Linked DNA regions of Mus musculus: regions 1 and 3 are each linked to region 2. A link is a contact called in public HiChIP or PLAC-seq data. All regions are on one chromosome and are shown on one strand. The core of a region is the stretch at or near the end of the contact, and the rest is flanking DNA. Distances in the headings are between cores, read along the strand shown.

Region 1 (3,639 bases), core at 915-3,414, 160 kb after region 2:
TAGAGCAATTAGACAAAAGGAGATCAAAGAGATACAAATTGGAAAGGAAGAAGTCAAAATATTACTACTTGCAGATAATATGATAGTATATATGAGTCCCCAAAAATTCCACCAAAGAACTCCTAAACCTGATGAACAACTTCAGTGAAGTAGCTGGATATAAAATTAACTCAAACAAATTAGTGGCCTTTCTCTACACAAAGAATAAACAGGATGAGAAAGAAATTAGGGAAACAACACCCTTCAGAATAATCACAAATAATATAAAATGCCTTGGTGTGACTCTAACTAAGCAAGTGAAAGATCTGTGATAAGAACTTCAAGGCTCCAAGCTGGGCGTGGTGGCGCACACCTTTAATCCCAGCACTTTGGAGGCAGAGGCAGGTGAATTTCTGAGTTCAAGGCCAGCCTGGTCTACAGAGTGAGTTCCAGGACAGCCAGAGCTATACAGAGAAACCCTGTCTCAAAAAAAACAAAAACAAAAAAAGAACTTCAAGGCTCTGAAGAATGAAATCGAAGAAGATCTCAGAAGATGGAAAGACCTCCCGTGCTCATGGATAGGCAGGATTAATATAGTAAAAATCTCTTGCCAAAAGCAATCTACAGATTCAATGCAATCCCTATCTAAATTCAAGCTCAATTCTTCACAGAGTTAGAAAGGGCAATTTGCAAATTCATCGGAATAACAAAAAAAACTATGATAGCAAAATCTATTGTCAACATAAAAGAACCTTTGGTGGAATCACCATCGGTGACCTAAAGCTGTACTACAGAGCAATTGTGATAAAACAAAAACAAAAACAACCAAAAAACTGCATGGTACTGGTACAATGACAGACAGGCAGTTCAATGGAATAGAATTGAAGACACGGAAATGAACACACACACCTATGGTCACTTGATCTTTGACAAAGGAGCTAAAACCATCCAGTGGAAAAGAGACAGCATTTTCAACAAATGATGCTGGTACAACTGATGGTTATCATGTAGAAGAATGTGAATTGATCCATTCTTATCTCCTTGTACAAAGCTCAAGTCTAAGTGGATCAAGAAACTCCACATAAAACCAGAGACACTGAAATTTATAGAGGAGAAAGTGGGGAAGAGCCTCGAAGATATGGGCACAGGGGAAAAATTCCTGAACATAACAGCAATGGCTTGTGCTGTAATATCGAGAATCAACAAATGGGACCTCATAAAACTGCAAAGCTTCTGTAAGGCAAAAGACACTGTCAATAAGACAAAAAGATTGGGAAAGGATCTTTACCAATCCTAAATCCTATAGGGGGACTAATATCCAATATATACAAAGAACTCAAGAAGCTGGACTCCAGAAAATTAAACAACCCTTTTTAAAAATTGGGTATAGAGCTGAACAAAGAATTCTCAACTGAGGAATATTAAATGGCTGAGAAGCACCTAAAAAATGTCCAACATCCTTAATCATCAGGGAAATGCAAATCAAAACAAATCTGAGATTCCACCTCACACAAGTCAGAATGGCTAAGATCAAAAATTCAGGTGACAGCAGATGCTGTCGAGGATGAGGAGAAAGAGGAACACTCCTTCATTGGTATTGCAAGCTGGTACAACCACTCTGGAAATCAGTCTGGCAGTTCCTCAGAAAGTTGGACATAGTACTATCAGAAGATCCAGCAATACCTCTTCTGGGAATATACTCAGAAGATGTTCCAACTTGTAACAAAGACACATGCTCCACTATGTTCATAGCAGCCTTATTTATAATAGCCAGAAGCTGGAAAGAACCCAGTTGTCCCTCAACAGAAGAATAGATACAGAAAATGTGGTACATTTATACAATGGAGTATTACTAAGCTATTAAAACCAATGAATTTATGAATTTATGAAATTCTTAGGCAAATGGATGGATCTGGAGGATATCATCCTGAGTGAGGTAACCCAATCACAACAGAACACACATGATACGCACTCACTGATGAGTTGATATTAGCCCAGAAACTTAGAATACCCTAGATACAATTTGCAAAACACATGAAACTCAAGAAGAAGGAAGACCAAAGTGTGGATACTTCGTTCCTCCTTAGAATGGGGAACAAAATACCCATGGAAGGAGTTACAGAGACAAAGTTCAAAGCAGAGCTTGAAGGAACAACCAGAGATTGACTTACTTGGGGATCCACCCCATAAACAACCACCAAACCCAGATGCCAACAAGAGCTGACTGGAATCTGAAATAGCTGTCTCCTGCGAGGCTCTGCCAGTGCCTGGCAAATACAGAAGTGGATGCTCACAGTCATCCATTGGATGGAACATAAGGTCCCCAATGAAAGAGCCAGACAAAGTACCCAGGGAGCTTTAGGGGTCTGAAGCCCCATAGGAGGAACATTAATATGAACTTACCAATACCCCCAGAGCTCCTTAGAACTATACTACCAATCAAAGAAAACACATGGAGGAACTTGTGGCTCTAGCCATACATGTAGCAGAGGATAGCCTAGTTGTTCGTCAATGGGAGGAGAGGCCCTTGGTCCTGTGAAGGCTCTATGCCCCAGTATAGGGGATACCAGGACCAGGAATGGACGTGGGTGGGTTGTGGAGCAGGGGGAGGTGGGAAGGGATTGGGGATTTTTGGAGGGGAAACTAGGAAAGGGGATAACATTTGAAATGTAAATATAGAAAATATCTAATAGAAAATTAGTATTCAGCTACTATGGAGTAAGATCCATCTCAACCTGTACCCACAGCAAATATAATATTGTCTGCCATTATGCTTTTCAAAATCTCCCCTCCTTAATGTCTGCAGCCCCTGAGCATAAGATGGAAGCACCATTGTAAGATTCCATGGGAAGTCTGGGTGGAAATGCAAACTACAGGATACCTTCTATTCCTCTACCTGCTATCTTCTATTAATCCGATTTTGAAAAAAGAATTTTTCTTTTCAGAGGGACAATCATTAAAATGCAGGAGCAGGTAGCAATGATCTTTGAGGGACTACTGACTGACAAGATGATGTGGAGGGAAACTTTTGGAGGATTGAGACTATGTCCCGTCAAGGAGTACAGATAATATGAAAGGCACCAATCAGTCATATACTCTGGTGTCTTATTTTGCCTGTAAAGATTTGTGGAAATCACTACCCCCCCCCCTTTTTTTTTAATCAGGAATGACTTAGCTCTGGAAATCTACACATTAGAAGGTCCTCCTTTCAATCACTAATGACATAAGAGAAATTACTCAAGGTGGCCCAGGGAGTCATGGCTTATTCAAAGGTGCTCAGCCTGATGTGAGGCAGAGACTGTCTTAGAGCAAAGGACAGATCTCACATGTATATGTGTTGTGGAATGGGGCTTGATCCTATAAAATATGCAAGTAGAGACTTCAAAGAGGTGAAGTGTGTGGACAACTTGCTCAAGCATGGGACATGCTGGTGACTTCTCATTACTGGACATTCTCTCAGGGGTGATTTCCCCAAGTTCAGTGAAATCTTGAATCAATGAGAAACAATGGATTCTTTCTAGAATAAAAATTTTAAATTTGAGAAAGACCATGTGTTAGTCTTCCTGAATCAAATGTTCACGTTTCTGCTGTCTTTCCAGTTGAACAAAATACTACCTTATCTGCTGAGACTGGCTAGGTTAAAATGCCCATTTCCAAACA
Region 2 (3,182 bases), core at 241-2,740:
TAACTTTTCAATAAAAAAATTTTCAGTGCAAAATTTTCTCATTAAAAAACTGATATAAAGACAAAAGTATAATTTAAAAAAGGAATCCAATATCACATAGGAACATAAATCTTAAAATAATACAGAATCCAGGACAGTATATTAAAAAAAGGAAGCTAAGTAGGTTCATTTAAAAATGCAAGATAAGTTCAACATTAATGGAATAACCCATAATTGCATACCATTAGTAAAACAAATATAAACAGGTACAGAAAACAATCATAAAATTTAAGGCACATACAACAAAACAACAACAAACCCAGAAGGCTAAGTAATGTTCAGAGAAGTTTAACGGGATAGCAAAGAACACACTTAGAAACATTCTAATGAAAGTATCACCAATAAGTGTTGCTTTAACACGAAAAATACAGCTTATCACTCTAATTGTATCTATTAGTTACTGTGCCCAAGTGTTTTAGTACTTTTAAAAGAGCACCAGATTTTCCAATAAGAGAAAAGTACTCCAACGTACAGAGATTTTTACGCGCCAGGAAAACGTACAAACTTGCTCTGAAATCATGTCGCCTGGATTAAGGTATCTATTTATCCAAAGAAAACACAGGTTCCTGAAACTCTAATTCTGTTTTAAATTTTTAAAAGTTGCAGACCCATTTGTTACTGATTTAAATCAAAGCAAATAAAAACTTTATAGGCCTTAGACGACAGTCACACACACAATTTTGTACACAAAGGCTACCCACAGACCTCGAATTCCTGTCTTAGAATTCTTTCAACCCTCAACCTAAACGTTAAGTTATGCTAGAAAAGAAAGCCAAGGGTAAGAGCTTGGATTCCATGTTGCGTAAACGTGACCTTTGGGTCGTTCAACCAACTTCTGGAGAGGCTGTAAAGCTTTTCCATGACTTTTGCTCTCTATCCTTGTCCTGGCTGGGCCAACGTCGCGCTCGGCAGCAGACCCAAGCTCGTCGCTTTGAAGCGGGTCAGGCTGTCCCGCCCCCCCATGTCCCGCAAAAGCGAAAAGGCAGGGAAGCGCCGCTTTTCTTTCTAGCTCCTGCATCCGTGGGGCCGGCGGGGCGCCCGGGGGAAGAACGGGCGGTCGTACAGCCAGCAGACTCCAGACCCGCTCTGCACTCGCCCCGGGCCGGCAGCGGGAAGCGACGCCTCCCCCCAATAACGGCTTCAACCGCCTCCTGCCAAGTCCCCGCTCTGGCCTCCAAAGTCGCGGCCCAAACACCTCACACTCACTGGTAAGTGGGGCCGGGGCCGGAGCCCGGCCCGGGGCCGGCCCCGGGAATTCTGCGAGACTCCCAGGGTTTGGGGGGCGGCGGCGGCTGGGAGGCCATCTCTCCGCCAGCTCCGCTCCGGCTCAGGGAAGCGACTGCGACGGCTGGGTGAAGGAGCGCCTCGCTTGCCAGGCACGACAGGCAGAACACCGAGCCCTCCGCCCCGCCCACGCCTGACGTCAGGCCAAGGCGTGTGGTCAGGCGAAGCTGGAGGAAGGAGGAAGGGAACAGCTAATTTGCTGGGGTGTGGGAGGGGGTCGGGAGTCGGGAGAGCGGGACGTCCCTCTTTCTTTTCCCTAGTCTGGGTTTCAAATTTGAGTAGGGGCTCATCGACGTTTCTGGCAGCAGCTACTACGACCTAGGTGCCGAGTCCGTCGGAGGCTCCTTTGCCGGCCGACCCTTTAAGGCTAGCAGTAAAGCCCCTCGCAGTCTTTCGTTCGTAGAGCTAGGGGGAGTGCAGGCTGCCAGGCGGACAGCCTTACAGGTCACCGTGTAAGACGAGGGGGTTCCTGCATTCCTCTCGTGAGGGGCCTGGTACTTTCGTTGTAAAGCTCTGGTTTTCTTGGGGAACACAACGGCTGAGCGCAGTAGGTGCGCTGTCTTTACTCTTCCCCGTTCCCACCCAGGGCCGAAAAGGGTTAAGACTCGGCTGCGGCATCTTGGGAGAAGGTAAGGCCTAGGAAGTACGAGGTGAGGGGTTAGGGACTGGGTGTCGAAGAGGCGTAGCTGCAGTCCCTTTTGTTTGTTAGTCAGGTGGAGTGAGTGGTAAGTTTCTAGAACCTCAGCACATAGAGTTAAGGGCTTGTTTGGCCAGAACAGAGCTTTCCCCTTACCTTTCCCCTACTCCCATGCCAGAGGACGAACTATGCCTGTGCAGGAGGAAATGCATTAAAAAAGATCTTATGGTGTGAAACTCAAGACTGTTTCAGCTACCCCCCTCTCCCCCGCTGGCTTTGATTCTCTATTTAGCCTAGGTTAGCTTTGAACTCATGGAGATCTTCTTGTTTCTTGTGTACTGAAATTATAAGCGTGAGCGCTTACACCTGGCAAGAAGATGCATTTTTACATAATTATTTCCAACTCCTCATAGACTCTTTACTTAACATTAAATTAATAGGTTAAGTGAACTGATAGACGGGATTATGAAACTGAAATAAATACTTGGCCACATGGAGTTTCTTGATTTTTTTTTCTTTAATAGAGTATATTCCCATATTGTAAGTACTTCCTTGAAAGGTTTACACAGGCAACCCTGAGTGGTCCCAAGTCCCGGAATCGGAAAGTTTTTAATGTCATGTCCAGAGCAAGCTTGTCTTTCTTTGTTCCTCTCCCCTGTAATCCACATACTCACTTAGTCAAGTTCATATTTTAGAATATAGATATGACAAGCAGTATTTGAAGGGTACAAAATAGAATTTTTCAAATGAAAGCTTTTCTTTTTAAGGACATAAATACAGCACGTAGCTGTAGAATACTGAAAGTGCTCATTTTAGTTTCTTCTAGTATGCTTCCACTGACTGAGGAGAACAAGCACGTGGCACAGCTGTTGTTCAGTTCTGGCACCTGTCCAAGATGCATCTTAAGATTCTGTGGTGTGGATCTTCCCGCACCTTACAAACACCCATCCAAGGTATATTCTTTTTAAATTAAAGAATGTTTTTTTATAGTTTGGAATGAATGTCACTAGCTTTGAGTCCTGTGAGTAACATATAATTCCACTAAAAAAGGAAGATTATCAGCTATTGGATGGGTCACACGGCCCCCAATGGAGGAGCTAGAGAAAGTACCCAAGGAGCTAAAGGGAACTGCAACCCTATATGTGGAACAACAATATGAACTAACCAGTACCCCGGAGCTCTTGTCTCTAGCTGCCTATGTATCAAAAGATGGCCTAGTCAG
Region 3 (3,435 bases), core at 441-2,940, 140 kb after region 2:
GAAAGTATGTAGGAACTGGAGGCTGGGAGGGAGTGCTGGGAAACGCCATCCTCTGGACATAACTTGGCCACTGCAGCCATGAGCTCACAGCAGCTGTGCTCGCCTGCACAAGATCAAGCCAATCACAGTCCAATGTTTACAAACAAAACAAGACAAAGAATGGGAGGGGAGAAGAAATGGGAGTGCACATGCATTGTTTACTTATATGACATTGTCAAAGAATAGAAAGGCATTCTTTTTCTTTCCTTTTCTCTCTCTCCTTTTCTCTACTTTTCTTTTAGTTTTGTTTTTGTTTTTCAAGTAAGGACTTCTCTGTGTAGCCCTGGCTGTCCTAGAACTTGCTTTGTAGACCAGGCTCAAACTCACACAGATGCCTCTGCCTCCTGAGTGCTAGGATTAAAGATATGCATCCCCACTGCCCGGCTTCTTCCTTTTCCTCTTCCCCTTCCTCTTCCTCTTCCTCTTCCTCTTCTCCTCCTTCTTCTCCTTTTTTTCCTTTTATTTTTATGAGCTGGAGATGTAGTATGGATGTAGTTTTATGGTGGAGAACTTGCCTGGTCAGCACCAGAGGCCATGGGTTTGAGCCCTAGCATTGCCAAAAAAAAAAGAAAAAAAAAAAAAGAAAAATGGGACCATATTTAAATCATAGCACCCAGGACACAGCCCACATCCTCTTGTGAGGAGTTGTTGAAATGGTATGCTGCCACACTGGCATTCTAGGTGGCATGTATGTGTGTGTGTGGTATGTGTGAGTGTGTAGTGTGTGAGTGGTATGTGTGTGTGAGTGGTATGTGTGTGTGAGTGGTATGTGTGTGTGTGTGTGGTATGTATGAGTGTATGTGTGTAGTGTGTGTGTTATGGGAGAGTGTGTGTGTGTGTGTATGAGAGAGAGAGAGAGAGAGAGAGAGAGAGAGAGAGAGAGAAATAGAGACACAGACACAGAGACAGAGAGAGGGAGATGTAATGTTTGCACTTTATCTGGTATAAATGTATTCACAATGGAAGGTTTCAAGCAGCCAAAGCTACGCTTTCAGAACCTCTTAATTATTTCAGAACCTGAATTATTTCTTATCTCTTGTGAGCCCTGAAAGCATTCTTTCTTGCCTCAGATTTCTTTGGTCTTGGGTAGCTGTCTCCAAAATCAGCTTTCTCACTTTAATCTGAAGATAAAACTCAGGATATTTTTGAAATTTAGTTGCTAGCTAACTTCTGAGGGCAGATGCCAGATCTATGCCCAGTCCAGGGACTGGCCTAGCTAGGGCAGTGGGTAATGACAAAGGGACACACACACACATACAGAGAAGCTGGGCTTGGACAGTGTGGACTCTGGAGGCTCAGTGTGTTCCTTATATGCAGTTGAACAGAGAGGCAGGGATGTTGCATACAGCTGAACAGGGAGGTAGGATTATTTCATATAGATAACAAGGAGGCAGGCAGGCTTATTATACACAGATGAACAAGGAGACAGGTTCAGCTGATCTTGGTAGACGTAAATAGAAGTGATCCGTAAACACCGAGGAATGGGGGAAGAGAAAGCCATGGAGGAACATTTTCTGTACAAACTGTCAACAGTTCCTGTAAGCATCACCTGGGGAAGACTTTGCCACTCCCATTGGGCAAGGCATTGAGGTTCTTGGCTGCACCCAGGCCAAACAATACACTCAGTCAATGGCTCCCGGAAGACAGACGTTTGTTATCTTATTCACATCTGTACTCCCAGCACCTTTGTGGCAGCTCCTGCAAATGCCAGCAGAGTAATGAGCTACATGAAAGAAGAAGGAAATCCAGCTCAGCACGACTCAGTAGCCAGTGTTGGTTCAAACTTTTAGAGTCTGACCCGGAGCAGTTTATTCTAGGCCTATTTAAATATAGTATGACTTTGCAAAAAGGTTTTCTGATAACAACTATCACAATAAAGCTTAAGGTGAGACTACCCAGAAACTCTTGTAAAGTATAGGTGACTTTCCCTAAAAGAATGGATTCTATAGCTTATGGGCCTAGGGGAGGAGCTAGTGTGGTAAAGGTCATTATAGAGGTAGGTCATCCATCTAGGGATAGGTTCTGTTGACTGAGAAACTGTGCTTTAGATAAAGGTCAATGGAGGAAGAATCTGGGATAAACAGCTGTCTGGAGGATTCAGATGTGACCTCGCCCTATACATAGCACAGGTCACCAAGCTATTAACTACACCCACTCCCAGCCTTCTGGGTAGAAAACAGATATACATCTCCTCTGTTGGGGAGATAACCCTGGGTGTTTAACATTCCTGGGTTTTCTAGTGAACACACAGACCTCCTGCCCTCTACACACCTGGAACATTTCTATACAGACTGGAATCAACTATACATCCCTTACGCCTGCTGTATGGAAAGCTGTTGGTGTGTTTGTCAATGGAAGTATTTTACTGGTGGATATACAGTCATTGTCTTCCTCTGCTTGGTATTAAAACTCTGTGGCAGGCAGCAGAAGTTTTTCGGACCCTGGGGTAGTGGAGCATCCCATGGGTCTTCTATGTGCCTCTGTCATTGCCCATCTTTTTCTCCGAGACAAGCACTTTCTCCTTCAGTTCATTATTTCCTTCCTTATCATGCGTTAGCTGACACTGCTTGTCACACTGACCAGTGTTTTCCTCCTTATTTCATTTTGCTTTAGAGTCTCCATGATTGTTTTCCTGACTGACTCAGTACATCCTGTAGGGTAGGGTCTGGTCTATCACAGTGAGCAACATGGAAGCAGGACATTTTGAATCTGCCAAAAACATGCTCACCGAGGCAGATCCTATTCTTTCCCCTTCTTAGGTATCGATGTCCCACTAGGCAATATCTAACCAGGCCTGGGCTCTACTTACCACTGGTTGTATGAAGCCCATCTCACCTTCCCAGACCTGAAAATACCTCTTCAGAGTTTCTCTAGTCAGTTCCCTAGAGGTCGGTATCCGTAATGTCAGCATTCCAGTGATGATGGACAGCCCTCCCCTGCCGCAGAAAGTAAACCTGTGCCAGAATGTCGTACACTCTTTGCTCATCCTTCCAGATCATGCTCCCGTCCCAGTCTCTCCACAGCTGCATGACTGCATGGTATAATTCCCACAGCCTGTAAACATGAGTCCCCAGTTTAGCCTACTGTTTGCTTCTCATCTGACCTTTGCAAAGGGCACCTCTCAAAAGCTTCCTGGAACTGTACTCCGTGGTTGAGGGTGGAGGGGACGGATAGATGATTCTAGTCTATTTTCTGAAATATCTTCTCCTTCAGACTTTTTTGATATACAGTAACAGAAACTGAAGGGTTGTTAATCCTGTATTTAAGAGTGGTTGGGCCAAAGTATCTTGCCTATCTCCTTTCATATTGAACCAGGCTGGCCTCTGTTTACACTCTATCCCTTCCTTCCTTCCTTCCTTCCTTCCTTCCTTCCTTCCTTTAAATACATATATATTT

The links. HiChIP or PLAC-seq counts read pairs in DNA pulled down with a chosen protein or histone mark.
Region 1: an H3K27ac HiChIP or PLAC-seq map of microglia shows a contact between it and region 2, with 6 times the contacts expected there. The contact joins the enhancer-like site here to the promoter of Pus10 in region 2. A contact is called at or near these places in 2 of 39 promoter capture datasets (the C10 cell line and pre-B cells), 1 of 15 datasets of contacts at CTCF or cohesin (large pre-B cells), 7 of 484 Hi-C or Micro-C datasets (CD4 T cells, CD8 T cells and embryonic stem cells), 11 of 115 datasets of contacts at active chromatin or transcription factors (the 230-238 cell line, CD8 T cells, the SCID.adh cell line and 7 more) and 4 of 9 other capture datasets (adipose tissue, embryonic stem cells, liver and 1 more).
Region 3: an H3K27ac HiChIP or PLAC-seq map of embryonic stem cells shows a contact between it and region 2, with 8 read pairs. The contact joins the enhancer-like site here to the promoter of Pus10 in region 2. A contact is called at or near these places in 1 of 39 promoter capture datasets (the C10 cell line), 2 of 115 datasets of contacts at active chromatin or transcription factors (bone marrow-derived macrophages and embryonic stem cells) and 3 of 9 other capture datasets (adipose tissue, liver and pancreatic islet).

Annotation. Positions count from the first base shown.
Region 1 is chr11:23,828,332-23,831,970 of GRCm38.p6, forward strand. No RefSeq gene overlaps it. Among named protein-coding and RNA genes, the nearest start is that of Gm39612, 11 kb to the left of the region's middle. Within about 2 kb of position 2,165, at least 5 of the 459 cell types and tissues checked have an H3K27ac peak or open chromatin away from gene starts, as enhancers often do. A contact at or near this core is called in bone marrow-derived macrophages and microglia, where this site is marked.
Region 2 is chr11:23,664,502-23,667,683 of GRCm38.p6, forward strand. It overlaps Pus10 (pseudouridylate synthase 10), which reads left to right and starts at 1,491. Exons shown (of 18, transcript NM_028304.3): 1 at 1,491-1,952; 2 at 2,777-2,913. The coding sequence starts at 2,788. It overlaps Pex13 (peroxisomal biogenesis factor 13), which reads right to left and starts at 1,382. Exons shown (of 4, transcript NM_023651.5): 1 at 1,246-1,382. The coding sequence starts at 1,343.
Region 3 is chr11:23,800,386-23,803,820 of GRCm38.p6, forward strand. No RefSeq gene overlaps it. Among named protein-coding and RNA genes, the nearest start is that of Gm39612, 17 kb to the right of the region's middle. Within about 2 kb of position 1,691, at least 28 of the 459 cell types and tissues checked have an H3K27ac peak or open chromatin away from gene starts, as enhancers often do. A contact at or near this core is called in embryonic stem cells, where this site is marked.